Regions from separate parts of the Mus musculus genome. Here region 2 is linked to region 1. Evidence: chromatin contacts called from public Hi-C data. All regions are on one chromosome and are shown on one strand. The core of a region is the stretch at or near the end of the contact, and the rest is flanking DNA. Distances in the headings are between cores, read along the strand shown. Region 1 has its middle 21 kb from the start of F2r. Region 2 overlaps Iqgap2 (IQ motif containing GTPase activating protein 2).

The links. Hi-C and Micro-C count contacts between places; a contact is called where the count stands out from the background.
Region 2: a contact with region 1 is called in a Hi-C map of the N1E-115 cell line, with 2.4 times the contacts expected there. The contact joins two enhancer-like sites. A contact is called at or near these places in 10 of 484 Hi-C or Micro-C datasets (the C2C12 cell line, the N1E-115 cell line, embryonic stem cells and 3 more), 10 of 115 datasets of contacts at active chromatin or transcription factors (cardiomyocytes, embryonic fibroblasts, embryonic stem cells and 2 more) and 5 of 9 other capture datasets (adipose tissue, embryonic stem cells, embryonic tail and 2 more).

The regions. Positions count from the first base shown.
Region 1 is chr13:95,593,336-95,600,711 of GRCm38.p6, forward strand. No RefSeq gene overlaps it. Among named protein-coding and RNA genes, the nearest start is that of F2r, 21 kb to the right of the region's middle. Within about 2 kb of position 2,751, at least 13 of the 459 cell types and tissues checked have an H3K27ac peak or open chromatin away from gene starts, as enhancers often do. A contact at or near this core is called in the N1E-115 cell line, where this site is marked.
Region 2 is chr13:95,664,166-95,671,541 of GRCm38.p6, forward strand. Iqgap2 (IQ motif containing GTPase activating protein 2) reads right to left here. Exons shown (of 36, transcript NM_027711.1): 21 at 7,064-7,272; 22 at 4,203-4,352; 23 at 1,428-1,591; 24 at 1-122. Among named protein-coding and RNA genes, the nearest start is that of Gm33074, 4.3 kb to the right of the region's middle. Within about 2 kb of position 3,301, at least 8 of the 459 cell types and tissues checked have an H3K27ac peak or open chromatin away from gene starts, as enhancers often do. A contact at or near this core is called in the N1E-115 cell line, where this site is marked.

The DNA of each region.
Region 1 (7,376 bases), core at 1,501-4,000:
GGACTGTGTTTTAGCAACAGTGGATGGTAAGCTAAACATTGGTGTTACTAAGATGAGTTTTCAGTCATTCTGTAAGAACATTGCAACAATGGGTTCAAGTCTTCATCCCTTCCTATGGCTTGGTCTAGTGGCTTTGAAATCCTTTCCCTGAAGAGACCTTGTCCAGTTTTATGTCTCCTTGACTCTAGGTGGCCTTGGGTGACCTGTGTCTAGATTGACCAATTGAATATGACTGTGGTAAGGAAGTTATTTTTAATGGTGTGCCCACCCAAGTTGTGTCCTCTTATTTGTGTGTGTGTGTGTGTGTGTGTGTATAGGTGTGTGTATATTTGTATAGGTGGTATATGTGTAGAGTAGGGGTATATTTGTAGGTATGTGTATTTGGATAAGGGTATATCATGTGTGTGTGTTTGTGTAGGGGTGTGTATGAAGGTGTGTGTATTTGTGTAGAGATATGTGTATAGGTGTGTATATATGTCGGTGTGTCTCTGTGTTTGTGTAGAGGTGTATGTGCAGCAGGAGAATGTATGTGTGTGTGTTTGGGTAGGGATATGTATGTAGGTGTGTGTCTATGTATACCATGGCACAGATGTGGAGGTCAGAGAGAGCTCTATTCTTTCCCTTCATCATGTGGACCCCAAGGACTGACCACACTCAGAGTATCAGACTTGGCAGCAAATACCTTGATCCTCTGACCACCTCATGGCTCCTACCTTGTTAAGATAGGATTTCCTTGGCCTGAACCTTACCAAGTAGGCCAGGCTCTCCCCACTGAGCTTACTGACCTCAGCTTCCTCAGCACCGGGAAAACTAGCATACACCACTACACCTTGTGTTGTTTTAAAAAGATGGGTTCTAGGAATGGAACTCATGCCTGAGTGCTTGCCAGAAAAGCATTTTATCAACTGAGCCACATTCCTAGCCCTACTCTTATGCTTGGTGCCTTTGCCATCTCTCTGTGTGGGTGGGTGGGTGTGTGTGTGTGTGGGGGGGTAGTCTGCTTGAGGATGGGAGACATGCAGATCCCTCTTCCCTCATCATCCTGTGGCTGTCCTAACTCAGCTCATGGTCCCGATACAACAGCAGGGCCATTTGTCTGACTTTCCTGGAACCTTAGCAACAAGTGCCTGTCCTATTCTGGGCTGTAGTATGGTTGCTATACCCAGTACCTTTGTCTCTAAAGGAGTTTTAGGACTCAAAGATACAATATAAAAATAAAAGGGCCTATGGTGGCAGAGCTGAAGAGATGACTCAGTTGTCAAGAGCACATGCTACTCTTTTAGGAGACCTGGGTTTGGTTCTTTGTTCTCACTTCGTGTGGTTAATCACTGCCTGTGATGCCAGTGCCAGGGATTCTGATGCCCTTTTCTGGTCTCCATTAGTACCTTCATGCTTATGGTGCAAACACACACACACACACATACACACACACACACACATATATATATATACACATATACACATACACATATACACACACAGACACACACATACACACACAGACACACACATACATACACACACAAACATACACACACAGACATACACACATACACACACATACATACACAGACACACACACAGACACACACATACACACACATACATACACATACATACACACATACACACATACATACACACATACACATACATATATACACATACACACATACATACACACATACACATATACACACAGATATACACACATTCACACACATATACACACACACACATACACACACAGACACACACATACATACACATTCATACACACATACACACACATACACACACAGACATACACACATACACACATACACACACAGACACACACATACATACACATACACACACATACACAGACACACACACAGACACACATACATACACACACATACACAGACACACATACACAGACACACACACAGACACACACATACACACACATACACATACACACACAGACACACATACACACACACACACACACAGAGACACACACACACACACACACAATAAGAGTAAAATAAAATTAAGAAATGGCCTTGAAGAGGGGTTTACCAATTTTCTCAAATGAGGACTTATTTGGATAAATTCATTTTCAGTAAAAGGACTAAATAATTTCTGTAGTTTTCAAAGTCTGGTGTTTTGGGTGAACGATGTTTGCTGTTTGATGAATGAAGAGTTCCAGAAGATAAGCAAGTTGCTTTGTGACGTAAGCCTGAAGCCTTAGTCATGGTTAGGTTCTGGCTGACTGTGGGGAGAGAGTATGACACTAATGTTCCTAGTAGCCGCCGGGACAGATGGAAGCAGCTGTGGCTTCGGAGTCTAGCTCCGAAACGTACTGTGCCTGTTCTTGATGCTGAAGGTCCCAGGCTTCACAAGACTCCATAATTCTGGAAGAATTTTTATAGGTTCTGGATCTCTGTACCCACTGCTGGAATAACCTATCCATGTGCAAAGCATTAGTTGTGGATGGCAGATGTTCAGGAGGGGTCTGTTGTTTGGCTTTGTTATTATACTTTACTTTTGTTGTAATGTGAGTTGCTCTTCTGTTGAAGTTGTGTGTATTCATGGGACGTAGGGAGCGTACAAATAGGAAACAAAACAAGTCACACTCTGAACATGAATTGAACTGTCTTGGTGTGCTCTCAGATCTTTATTGTTCCCAGGCACTGTGGGAGTCACTGATCAGTAGTGATGGTCCTTGGGCTGAGTCATTTGCCTCAGGGTCTGTTTCATGGCATGGGCAAGACTAACATTCCTGGTATTAACTAGCACGGGTGTCCTCGAGGTCACTATCTTGCAGCCAGACTGTGAGAAGCAGCAGTTAGTCTGTTTTCTGGCCTCTAGGCACTTGGGCTATCTGCACTAGAGCTATTGGCACTATCTCTAAAAAGCACAGTCAACACGCTTAAAATCCCACAGTTTTGTGGAGACTGGAGCCCTTTAAACTACCCCCCCCCAAAAAAAAGAACCTAAGAAGGGAGTGTTGCAGAAAAATTTAATCCCAAACTGTGTGCTGTTTTTTGTCTTTGTTTGTTTGGTTTTTTTGTTTTTCGTTTTTTGTTTTTGACCCTGCCTTTAGCCATTTAGTTCCTAGATAAAACAAACACACACATATAACTTTTATATTTACAATAAACCTTAATCAGCACAGAGCTGGGCAGATGTCTATCCTCTATGGCATTATGCTAATTTCCCAGCCAATAATCTCGTTATATAATTTGCCATGTTTCATCTGGGCTACTCTTAACTCCAATTAGCTAACCCACATGGCCATTATTTCATGACTCACCTAACCCATGGAGGCTTTCTTGTCTATCCACCTTCTTCTCCCCCCTCATGATTCTTCTCCAACCCCAAGCCTGGGAACCCTAATACCCCCTCCAGTCTACTCCCCACCCCCACCTCCACCTTCTATGCGTCTTCTGCCCAGCATCGTTATTCACCAATCAGAAGTAACTTGGGGGCAAGGTCATATAGCATCACTCTTATGTGTCTACGTGCAGACTCTCTCATCTCTGTGGCAACCAGGCCTTGGGGGCCTGCGCTTAGCATTACAATACATAGCAACAGACTAAACCTCTGCAAGGGAGGGAACTCTCAGGAAGATAGGTATTGCCTCAAACACATGAATTAAGCCGAGCTAAGCACAGGTTGCTGCTGCTTTACAAACTGCCCCAGTGTAGTGGGTGTGGTGGTGTCTACCTTCAATCCCTCTGCCTGGGAGGCCGGCCGACCTGAGGGATCAAAAGTATGAATCCTAGCCAGGCAGTGGTGGCACACACCTTTAATCTCAGCACTCGGGAGGCAGAAGCAGGCGGATCTCTGTGAGTCTGAAGTCAGCCTGGCCTATAAAGAGAATTCCAGGACAGCCAGAGAAACCCTGCTTTGAGAAACCAATAGTTATTATGTATGTATGTATGTATGTATGTATGTATGTATGTATGTATGTATGTATTTATGAATGTATGAATGAAACCAGTCTGAACTACACAGTGAAACTTTGTCTCAAAACAACAGCAACAAAACCACTTCACTTTTATTGTAATAAAACAATTGCTCTGAAAATTATCTTAAGGACCAAAGAATTCCATACAGTAGACAACTGGCCCTCCAAACAAGCCAACTTTGCAAAGGCTGCCTCTCTTTTTTTTTTTTTTTTCTCGAGACAGGGTTTCTCTGTGTAGCCCTGGCTGTCCTGGAACTCACTTTGTAGACCAGGCTGGCCTCGAACTCAGAAATCTGCCTGCCTCTGCTTCCCGAGTGCTGGGGTTAAAGGCGTGCACCACCACGCCCGGCAAAGGCTGGCTCTTAAGGTCTTGCTACACAGTGCATGGTCCAAAGGGCTGCAACTTTAACATTTCTTGGAATGCAGTGAGACTTGTACCTCAGACCCAGCCCCAGGCCTACAGCTTGGCGCCTGCAGCTTCAAAAGATTTCCAGATGGCAAAGCGGGGTCCAAACTTTCTTGACCTTTTTGTAGTGCTGGGAAGTGAGGCCATCACACACTAGGCGAATGAATCCTCTGCCAGCTCCTGAACATTTTGTTTAAAATGTCTCTATCAACTCTGGCTTACCCATTAGACTCCTAGGAGACCGCGACAGTTCTGACTGGTGCTCCGGCCCAGTTCTCAGAGGTTCCGACTCTCGGTGTTTGGGTGAGGGGTGGGTGGGGGTGCTTGATGGGTTTAGAAGTTCTCTAGTGGCTCAGTACAGATGCAAAGTTGCCAAAAATTCCTTAAAGAAGGCCGAACTGCTAAAACTTTTTCTGAGGCCCTTGATCCCATATTACTTAACTAAGTTTCATTATATGCGGTGTTTAACACACAAACCTGTCTGGAGATGTAACTGGGTGGAAAAGAGCCTGCTGATTATGTGGGAGCTTTCAGGTTTAATTAATTCCACAGCATTATAAAAACATCTAAAACTCAATGGAAGGCACATACTTGGCTCATTCTTGGGGAGCCACTCAAGAATACTCCGTGTCTCAGGATAAGAAAGGAAGCAAAGGCTCGCTAAGCGACTGGGCTGCACTGAACTGCAGTGTGAACCACAATGCATTGCGCACTGCAGTACAGTGCGGCAGTGTGGACAGTCTCTCTCTCCGTGGCGCTCTCAGCTCCCTGAGTGGGTTGCCCAGTAGTACCTTGGAAGCGTTCTGCTACTATGGTCTGTGCTGAAGCCATTAGGATAGCCAGGCCTGCCCTGATCCCAAACCCAGGCTTCAGGCTACTGTAGATGCAGCTTTTGAGGCTGTTCTCTGTACTGGCTGTGAGTCATTTCCTTAAGGAACAAACAGGCAGCCACCTGGGTGGAAAATGCGCCACAAATGCTGTCTGATCAGAAATCCAAGATGCCGCCGAATCTGAGCTCTGGTTTGCCATGTGTTTCTAGAAAAGCTGCACACAGTGGCTCGTCAGTCCTCGGGACAACGCGGTGCATACACTGGCTTTTCACTCCTTGGTTTCCGTAGCCATTCTGAGACCAAGTCATGCTGTGTAACCCAGGCTGTCCTTGAACCTGCAATTCTGCCTCAACTATCCGAGTGCTGGGGTTAGAGGTGTGCGGTCTTACCCTGCTTTTCCACGTGTCGGTATGTTTCCATGGGAGACTGCTGCTGTTTTAAATTGCCCCCTGCCCTGGCAGCTAGAGATGGTGCTCAGCCAAAGTTTATCTCTTCTTTGTAGGAGGCTGCTGGCTGGAAAGCAGACTTTAAACACAACCTCCTGACCTGTGGGCTACACGGTACCCAGAGATTTGGCTCTGTTTATTGTATAGTTTCTTTTGCTTCAAGGTGTGGATCCTCTCCGGTTGTGGGGGGCCAGTAGCAGTGAGAGAAACGGTTTACTCCGGTTTGCTTTATATTTGTCTTGCTTCTGTTTCCATCTTTCCTCTTCTCCTTCCTGTTCTTTTCTAATTTCCCACTCTCTGTCACCATCTTTCTTCTTCCCATTTCACCTCGCCTCCCTGACACCCTGATTCTCATCCCTTCTTTGCCTTCCCCCTTTCCTTCCTTCCTTCCCTCCCTCCCTCCTTCCTTCCTTCCGTTCTTCTCTCTCTGCCCTCTCCTCCCTTTTTCTTTTCTCCTTCCATCCCTCCCTTCCTCCTTTCTCTCTTCCCCCTCCTCCCCCTCCCTTCTCCTCCCCCACCTCTCTTTTGAGATAGGATCTTACACTATAGCCCAAACCAGAATAGAACTTTCACAAAGTCTTGAAACTCTCTGTGACCCTCCTGCCTCAGCCTTCGGTGCCCTGTTATTACATGTGGGAGTCACCAGGCTGTTTTCTGTCTCCTTGAAGTTGGGAAATTATACTTAAGAACAATTCTCTTGAACTTCTTTGGGTCAGGGCACTACAGTATACGGTGCACATGCAGTATGTTTTACCTGCATGTAGATATGTGTATTATGTGCATGCCTGATGCTCTCAGACGTCAGAAGAGGGGGCTGGATCCCTTGGGACAAAATTTACAGGTAGTTGTGAGCCAGCATGTGGGTGCTGAGAATGAGCCCAGGTCCTATGTAAGAGCAGTAAGTGCTCTTAACCTCTGAGACCTCTCTACAGTGCCCCACCACACACCCACACCCACACACCCTGCCCATGTTTGCACCTTTTTTTTTTTTAACAATCTCTTTAATGGTTGGCTCAGTGGGTGACATCTGCTGTCTGCCTTGAAGGTCAGTGAGCTGTATTATCACATGACAAATGGCCTCAGGAAAGGTCAAAGGGACAGCTTCCTAGTGTTTCCAGTTAGTTCTCTGGTGTCTCTGAGGATGGCCTGCACTGGAGTGCCTCTACTCCTCAGATGGCAACTCACTTCAATGCTTCTCCTATAGAAAGCTCGAGCTGTCTTCTCCCGAGGCCAACTTCCCCCATGCACAGTTGGTCTAATAACTTTGAAAGGTTCAACACAGAGCACCCGTGACCACTGTTGGAGGCAGTCTTTCCCCCTTACTTGAGTTATTGTTTGAGGGTTTCCTACATTTGTGTAATGGGCTCCTTCATTTTCCCATGGCCCTTTGTGAAGAGAAGCTGTGTGTGTGGAAGCCCTGGGCCTCGGGATGGAAAAGGCTGGCTCACAAAGCAGGTTTAATGCTTTCCACTGGCTTCTGGAACTCAGGCCTTCCTCAAGGAGGAGATTCTGCTACCCCAAGTTCCTCAAATGAAATGCAACCTAAAAGTTTCCAGCTGCATATTCAACAGCCAAACGAACGATCCGTTTCCTCCCAAAAATGTTGCTTTTGACTTGGAGGCGAAAAGCACAACATGTGTTGTTGTTGTTGTTGATAAAATTCAAGTGTGTTATTTGAGCTCAAATGCATTTCGAAAAGTTGTAATAGGAGAGTTTAAGATTGCTTTCTGACT
Region 2 (7,376 bases), core at 2,051-4,550, 71 kb after region 1:
CCACTGGTGCCAGGAGCTGGCGCAGGGTGTTCTGTCCCCGGGCGCCTCTGTTGAAGCTGACAACCATCTTGATGACTGTAGGGTTGCCTGTCACTATGTCTTGTACCTGGTCCACCTTTGATCTGGGAAAGCCCAAGTCAAAACAAGATGGTTGACTTCTTTGGAGAGAGGTTTAAACAAGATAGACTATCCAAGGCACCTAAGAGCTTTGTTAAGTGTCTTAATCAGGGTTTCTATTCCTGCACAAACATCATGACCAAGAAGCAGTTGGGGAGGAAAGGGTTTATTCACCTTACACTTCCACATTGCTGTTCATCACCAAGGGAAGTCAGGACTGGAACTCAAGTAGGTCAGAAAGCAGGAGCTGATACAGAGGCCATGGAGGGATGTTCTTTACTGGCTTGCTTCCCCTGGCTTGCTCAGCCTGCTCTCTTATAGAACCCAAGACTACCAGCCCAGAGATGGCACCACCCACAAGGGGACCTTCCCCTTGATCACTAATTGAGAAAATGCCTTACAGCTGGATCTCATGGAGGCATTTCCCCAACTGAAGCTCCTTTCTCTGTGATAACTCCAGCCTGTGTCAAGTTAACACAAAACTAGCCAGTACATGGAGTTTTATTTTTCTTCATATGAAACAGAATTAATACGGTTGCAACATAAGCTGCCACTTATAAGATGTGCACTTCTTACCCAAGCAACTCAAGGCCTGGAAAATTAAGCTACAGCTTCAGTCTCATCCTACAGGGAGGAACAAGCTGCAAATGGACGACGACTAAGATAGTGGGTGACCCTGTCCTTCTGCTCACCCCGGGCAGCCCTGTCCCTCTGCTCACCACAGGCGACTGTCCTTCTGCTCACCATGGGTGGCACTGTCCCTCTGCCCACCATGGGCAGCACTGTCCCTCTGCTCACCATGGGCGACCCTGTCCCTCTGGTTCACCTCATTTTGAAGTTTTTCTTGGGTGAACAAATTGCCTCAATGTCTTCAGATGCCCTTTAAGGTCACTGCCATGTGGCATCTGGCTGCATCCCATAGCTGAGCTGCCTGACTCTGAAGACCTCCTCTGTCTAAGACTAACTGTTCAGCAGAGATCGCAACCTCTGCCCTACTTGCTGAAGATGCTGCTACTCAGAATTAGAAAGTAATGCCTCTCATTAACTTTCCATAAGTTTTCACTTGTGGGAGGCGGAGACAATCAAAGCTGATTCGGTTGGATCTCTGGTAGGAGAAATCTGCAGCTAACAATAGCTCCAAAAAACTTGAAATTCAACTATCAATCAAAATTCCACTTCAGTCTGACAGACCTTGATGCATTTCGACAGTATTTTGAATGGAATTCTTAAAGTTATGTGTGTCAGCCTGAGCTAGCCCACCGCTATCATGAGCACCTGCCTTGGTGCTTTCTCGTGGGCTTTATACCTACTTGATTTCTTCCTCCAGCGCAGTTTTGAAGAGCTTGAGCAACAGGTATTCTTCCCTCTGGTTAGAGGCGTAATTGTATAGAGTGAAGATAACCGTGTCCATGAATTTCGTCGACTTGTTCTGTGGCATCTGGAAAATCAGCTTAGCCAGGTATGAAGGTTTGGTCTACAAGAGAAGGTGGGAGCCGTCAGCTAGAGGCTGATGTCTACGAAAGCAGAGCGTGGCATCTGATTCTCGGCTCTCCCGTGACTGAATGTGTCGTGAGGAACAGATGGGTCCTAGCACACAGCCTCTGGCAGAGATCAGCTAATATTATACAATGACAGTTTAGGAAGCTACATTGAAACATTATAACATGTTAGTGCTGCTTATTACATGGTTTGTTTGCTATAGTCGTCTTTTATACATTTTTGTACTTTTAACGACATATAATGTTTATTAGAGAGACACAGAAGAGGAGGTGGGCCCATAGAATCTGAACTGAGGAGAAAGGAACAGACTGAAGTAGCCAAGCTGGCCTAGAAAGATTGACAGGTAAACAGAAGGAAATACACACCATCTGTGCCTAGAAGGAGAAAGAAAAGGCCCTGCTTACACATGGAGACAGTGAGCCAGCCCGCCATGACATTCTCCAAAGAGGGAGAAAGAATAAGGCTGGGGAGGGTGGGGGTGGGGTCAGAATAGCCAACAAGAGAAATTCCAGAAAGAACATGAGTCAAAACAAGGACCCACCTGCCCCCAGCCCCCCCCCCCAAGAATAAAAGGAGTTCAAGAAATTGACAGGAATTTAAAGACAACAGAGTTCCAGAGAAGAGAGTGAAATTAGAGCCAGCCTTTGGTCTAAGCGTCTTCCTCTGGCAGCTTTGCCGGCTGGACCAAAGTTAAAGGAGAAAATATAGTGTATACAGAGAGAGAGGAATTCACACAGAAAGATGGGCCACTCTTCTTCTCACTGCTCGTGAGAAAAGACAATGGTCAATGTTAGTATGCTTGGCAGCTAAGACTCACTCAGGATGCCCTAGCTGCGTGGCCTGAAGGTTTCCAAGAAAAACCAGATCCTGGTTTCTGTTGCTACTCTAGTTTTGAGATCAGAGTGTTGGGATAAAGTTCTGTGCATAAAATACCCTGGACTCTATTTTCTTTTTAATTTAAAAACTTTTTTTTTAAATGTGTGCGTCTGCTTGCCTGCATGTGCACTTTATGTGCAGGTGTTGGAGACCACGAGAGGGTGTCAGATACCCCAGAACTGGAGTTACACATACCCCAGAACTAGAATTACAGACGCCAACTCAAGTGGATGCTGGGAGCCAAACCTGGGTCATCTGCAGTGCTCTTGGCCACTGAGCCATCTCTCCAGCCCAGGACAATGTTTTCCTAGACTGCTAGCCTCTTTTCTACTGATAACTAAATGTAGGTATCATGGTTTTAAAAGAATTTATTTCCCCGTGTAGCTCGTGCTAGAGACACAGACCTAAGCACGTCCTCTCCTGGCTGGACAGCTGTGGAGAAGAGTCCCGACTAACGTGTGATCATAGGGCGACAGGAATCCAGGCCATTTTCTTTCCTACCATTTCATCACTGGCCTTGGACTCAAGGAGAGGTAAAGGCCTGGACTACAAGCAGCTGAGGAGTTCCTCCGACTTAAACACTCAGCCACGGCTTGACCACTACTCTAAATTGGATAAGCAAAGCATCTCTGCTTAAGGTGGCCACAGTGGAGGTGGCGGTGGGGGCGGGGGGGGGGCAGGGGGCGGGGAGCAGGGAGCGGGGAGTGGGGAGGGGCTCTTCCTTTAGGGAAAGGTTGCAGGTCAGGAGTGAATTGCACAGGCAAAGGTAAAAGCACGGATATTTTTCCTCCTATGCTGCCACATAGTGGCCATCAGAGGCACATATATCCATTTGAAGTCATTCTCCAATCTGTTATTTAGTACTTTCCGTGGGGCTCTTGCATGCAGTGAGTTCTTCTAAGTATCCGATCCAGGGAACAACAAAGGTTCAGGCACCTGCAGGCCTGGAGCCACACAATGAACTACTACTGGCCCACCTCTTTGAGGGTGGGTGGTTTTCCTGCTGGTGTGGAGTCTGCTGCTAATGGCTTGTACTTGCCCAGGTCCCTCAGTGTGTAATCAGATTGTCAACAGGGAACAAACCAATAGCCAGCCCATCAAAGTCCAACCATAATCCGGTACCCTGGATGCCATGTCAAATTATGACTCATTCGGCTCAGAAAATAATGCCATGAAAATAATGACGTCAAAATAGTCCCACCTCTCTGGCTCTGGCTCCCAAAGGAGGAGGTCTGTCCCTGGCACAGATTTGCTTTTCTAGTGACTAGTTTTGTCATCGGTTGACATGAAACCTTTAATGGCATGCTGAGGTCATCATGATGAACTTCACGTTGCTTCTGCACATCACTGAGGTACAGTGCAGTTGTGAAGGGAGCGAGCCTGAAGGCTAACTGCCTGCATGCTGCCTACTGTTTATTGGTTGGGTCTGAGGTTTTTCATCTGCAGTATGGGAAGAATGCCATTCCTTATCCTGATGCTCAGGGCTAGGTCAAGAATTCAATGAGTTACTCTACATAAAGCACCTAACGTTAACGGTTAGTACTTAGTAAAGCATTTCCTAAGCTATTATTATAAATGTTATACAAAGCTGTTATTATGATGTTCACATAGAGCATGTAACTAAGCTGTTGGCTGGAGCATGGGCGAGGATCCATAGTGGGAAGCTTGTTGTTTATCCACAAGCCAGAGTGGAGGAGAAGCTCGCTCACCTGGAGGAGGTAGAACAGTTGCTGGTAGGTCTCCAGTGTTTTCCGTCTCTCCTTACTCAAGCTTTTAATTCCCTTGTTGTCAGTGTTATTCAGTATTTCTATTTCACCACCTTTTTTCTTATTCAGCTTTTTTCTGTGTGAGATTACATCCTGTGAAGAATTTTATGACATCGTTATTTTTACCTTGGTACACTTTATCATTTTCCTACACACACACACACACACACACACACACACACACACACACACACACACACACACACACACATTCTGTCTCTGTCTCTGCCTCTCCCCCCCACAACCTCCTTGGGTTTGAATAGGATGGCCCCCATAGACCTCAAGTGTTTGAATGCTTGGCCCATAGGGAATGGCACTATTAGGAGGTGTGGCCTTCTTGGAGTCAGTGTAGTCTTGCTGGAGGAAGTGTGTCACTGTGGGAGTGGGCAATGAGGTCTCATATACTCAAGCCCTGCCCAGTGTGGAACACATTTTTCTGTTGCCAGTGGATCAAGATGTAGAACTCTCGGCTCCTCCAGCACCACGTCTGCCTGCATGCTGCCATGCTTTCTGCCATGATGAAATGGACTGGACCTCTGAAACTGTAAGCCAGCCCAATTAAAAAAAAATTTCTTTTTCTTTAAAATAAGAGTTGCCTTAGTCATGGCGTCTCTTCACAGCAATAAAAACCAAACCAAGACCCACCACAACGTGCATTTTCTGTTTCCTTCCCCTGGAAACAAAGGAAGAGGGGACCTTGAAATTAAATTAAATTGAAGAAGTGCCCCTGGTAGATGAGTTCAGGCTTTGCCATAGGCTTTATCCAAAGCTGTACTTGTTTGCTCTCAGGATTTAATGCAGGCATCAGAAAATTAAATGAAGAAAGAGTACTCTTTTTAAAAACATGATGGTGGAACAGCTAGATACTTACATCCTCCAGGAAAGAGTCAGACCCCCTACCTCACAGCACAAGAACCTCAAAACAGAAACACACACAGGAGCAGAAATGACCAACCCCGAGAAAGGAAAACTAGCCAGCAATTTTGACTTTGGACTGAACAACGGATTCTCCACTATAATACAATATAAGTTACAAAAGGAACAACAAAATCAGCCATCATCAAAGCTAAAAAGTTTCATGACTTTCCAGGATGAGAGAAAATGCCTGCAGATTAGAGAAACATGCTCTTTTTCTTTTTCCTTTTCTTTCTTCTTCTTTTTCTTTTTCCTTTCCTTTTTCTTTTCTTTTCAAGACAGGGTTTCTCTGTGTATCCCTGGCTGGCCTGGAACTCAGAAATCCACCTGCCTCTGCCTCCCGAGTGCTGGGATTAAAGGCGTGTGCCACCACCGCCCGGCTTAGATGCTCTTGCAACCAAAAACTAGAAAGACTCAGAACTGAAATGCACAAAAAGGACTAGAGCTGGCACTTCCTGCATAAGATGTAAGATACACACATGGCTAAGAAGCACAGACGCTCAACGTTAATTTTGTTCTTGTTGTTCAGGGAGCATGTCAAAGTTTTCTTTTCCTGAATTTCTTCACAAAGTTCCCTTTGCTGATAGAAGTCATATTATTCAGGTAGTGTCTTTTCTGCTGTTCTACTGTAAGCCATCGCCTTGTCCCTAGTCTTCCAGGACACCTTTTAGTGGTTACATAGTATAGACGTCAGGCTGAATTCATGGTTGAAGTAGTTAATCTTCGGGGCAGCCTAGGGGGACTCCTCTGGCATGTCAATGAGGGTGTTTGCAGGGAGATGTAGACAAGGAGGGAAGATCCATCTTCAGTGTGATGGCACCAGCCCAGAGGCTGGGGCCTCAAAGGAAATAAAATAGAAAATGGGGCCAGCGGACCAGCACCCACGTTCCCCCTCTCTGCTTCCGGCATGTGGAGGCAGTGAGCAGCTGCCACACACTCCTGCTGCCTCAGCCCCACCCGGCAGCTGTCATGGCCTCGATGGACTGTACCCGCAAACTGTGAGCCAAGAGGAACCTGTCCCCAAAACTAAATTTTCAAAAGCAGAAAGAAAAGTTACTAATTCCTTGACTAATTCATTGTGGTTTCTGGTGGATGACAGAGGTTCTGCTCTTGTAGGATGATTGAATGATCTTGAAGGTAGAAATTTTGAATGGCTTTCTGCTCATTCATATAGGTGTGTTTGTAAGTACTGGAGCCTGGAATCGAGGTGTTCTGCATATATGCACAATGTATTTTTCCATACACAAAATTGTCTAGGATTGTTGCAGCTGCTGTGTGCATTGGGAGCAGACCACACTTGTCCTGCATTTTGCAGGGACTTGGACACGAGGCTCTGACTGCTCCACCCTTCAATGTATCAGGATCATCTGTAGCCTTCTTATCTCAGTCAATAGTGATTCTGGGAAAAGACCCGAGTCCCTGGCAGCCTTGCTGTGCTGCCTGCTGTCATCAGGCTGATGTACTTTCCTATTAGTACATTTCATATGTATTTCATACCTAATATTTCGTATTAGAACGGTGAAATACTTAACACAAAGGCCTTGGCTTTATTATAAAGGTATGTATGGGCATAGGTTTTATCATATGAGAGTTTCATTTCAGAACCTGTACCACCTTGAAGGATGCCAATCTTGTCAGCGTGGTTAAAAAGATTTACAAATACGTCATAGGCAAGGGGCATGAAAATGAGTAACTTATAACAAAAAATGATAAACCTTGGGCAATATACGCAAAATTCCCAAAGCGCTTTCCTGAACCAGTCCTCCTGAGCACACACACACATACACACACACACACACACACACACACACACACACACACACACACACACACACACACACACACACTTCTCTCCTGGGAGCTGAGGGAGGGGCTCACTGCTCTCTGACCTCCAGCGTAATCCTGTTCTTCACCAGCAGTCCAATCTTGATGTCCATTAGGTTCAAGTCCTTCTCCAGCTGCTGATTGGCCCTGATCTTCGTCACTACTTCTTCTCGTAGCCTGGCTACCTCCAGCTCCTCCTGGAAATCCAAGTCACTCTGGTCCAACAGGTACACGAACTTTCGGATTACTGTTAATGGTGGGTTTTCGGAGCCAACTGTGGGGAGAAGAGCAGGCATATTTCAATTCAGGATTATCATGAGCAGGATAAGCAGCTGGCTCTGCAATTAAAATATTACTACAAAAATACGCCAACCAACA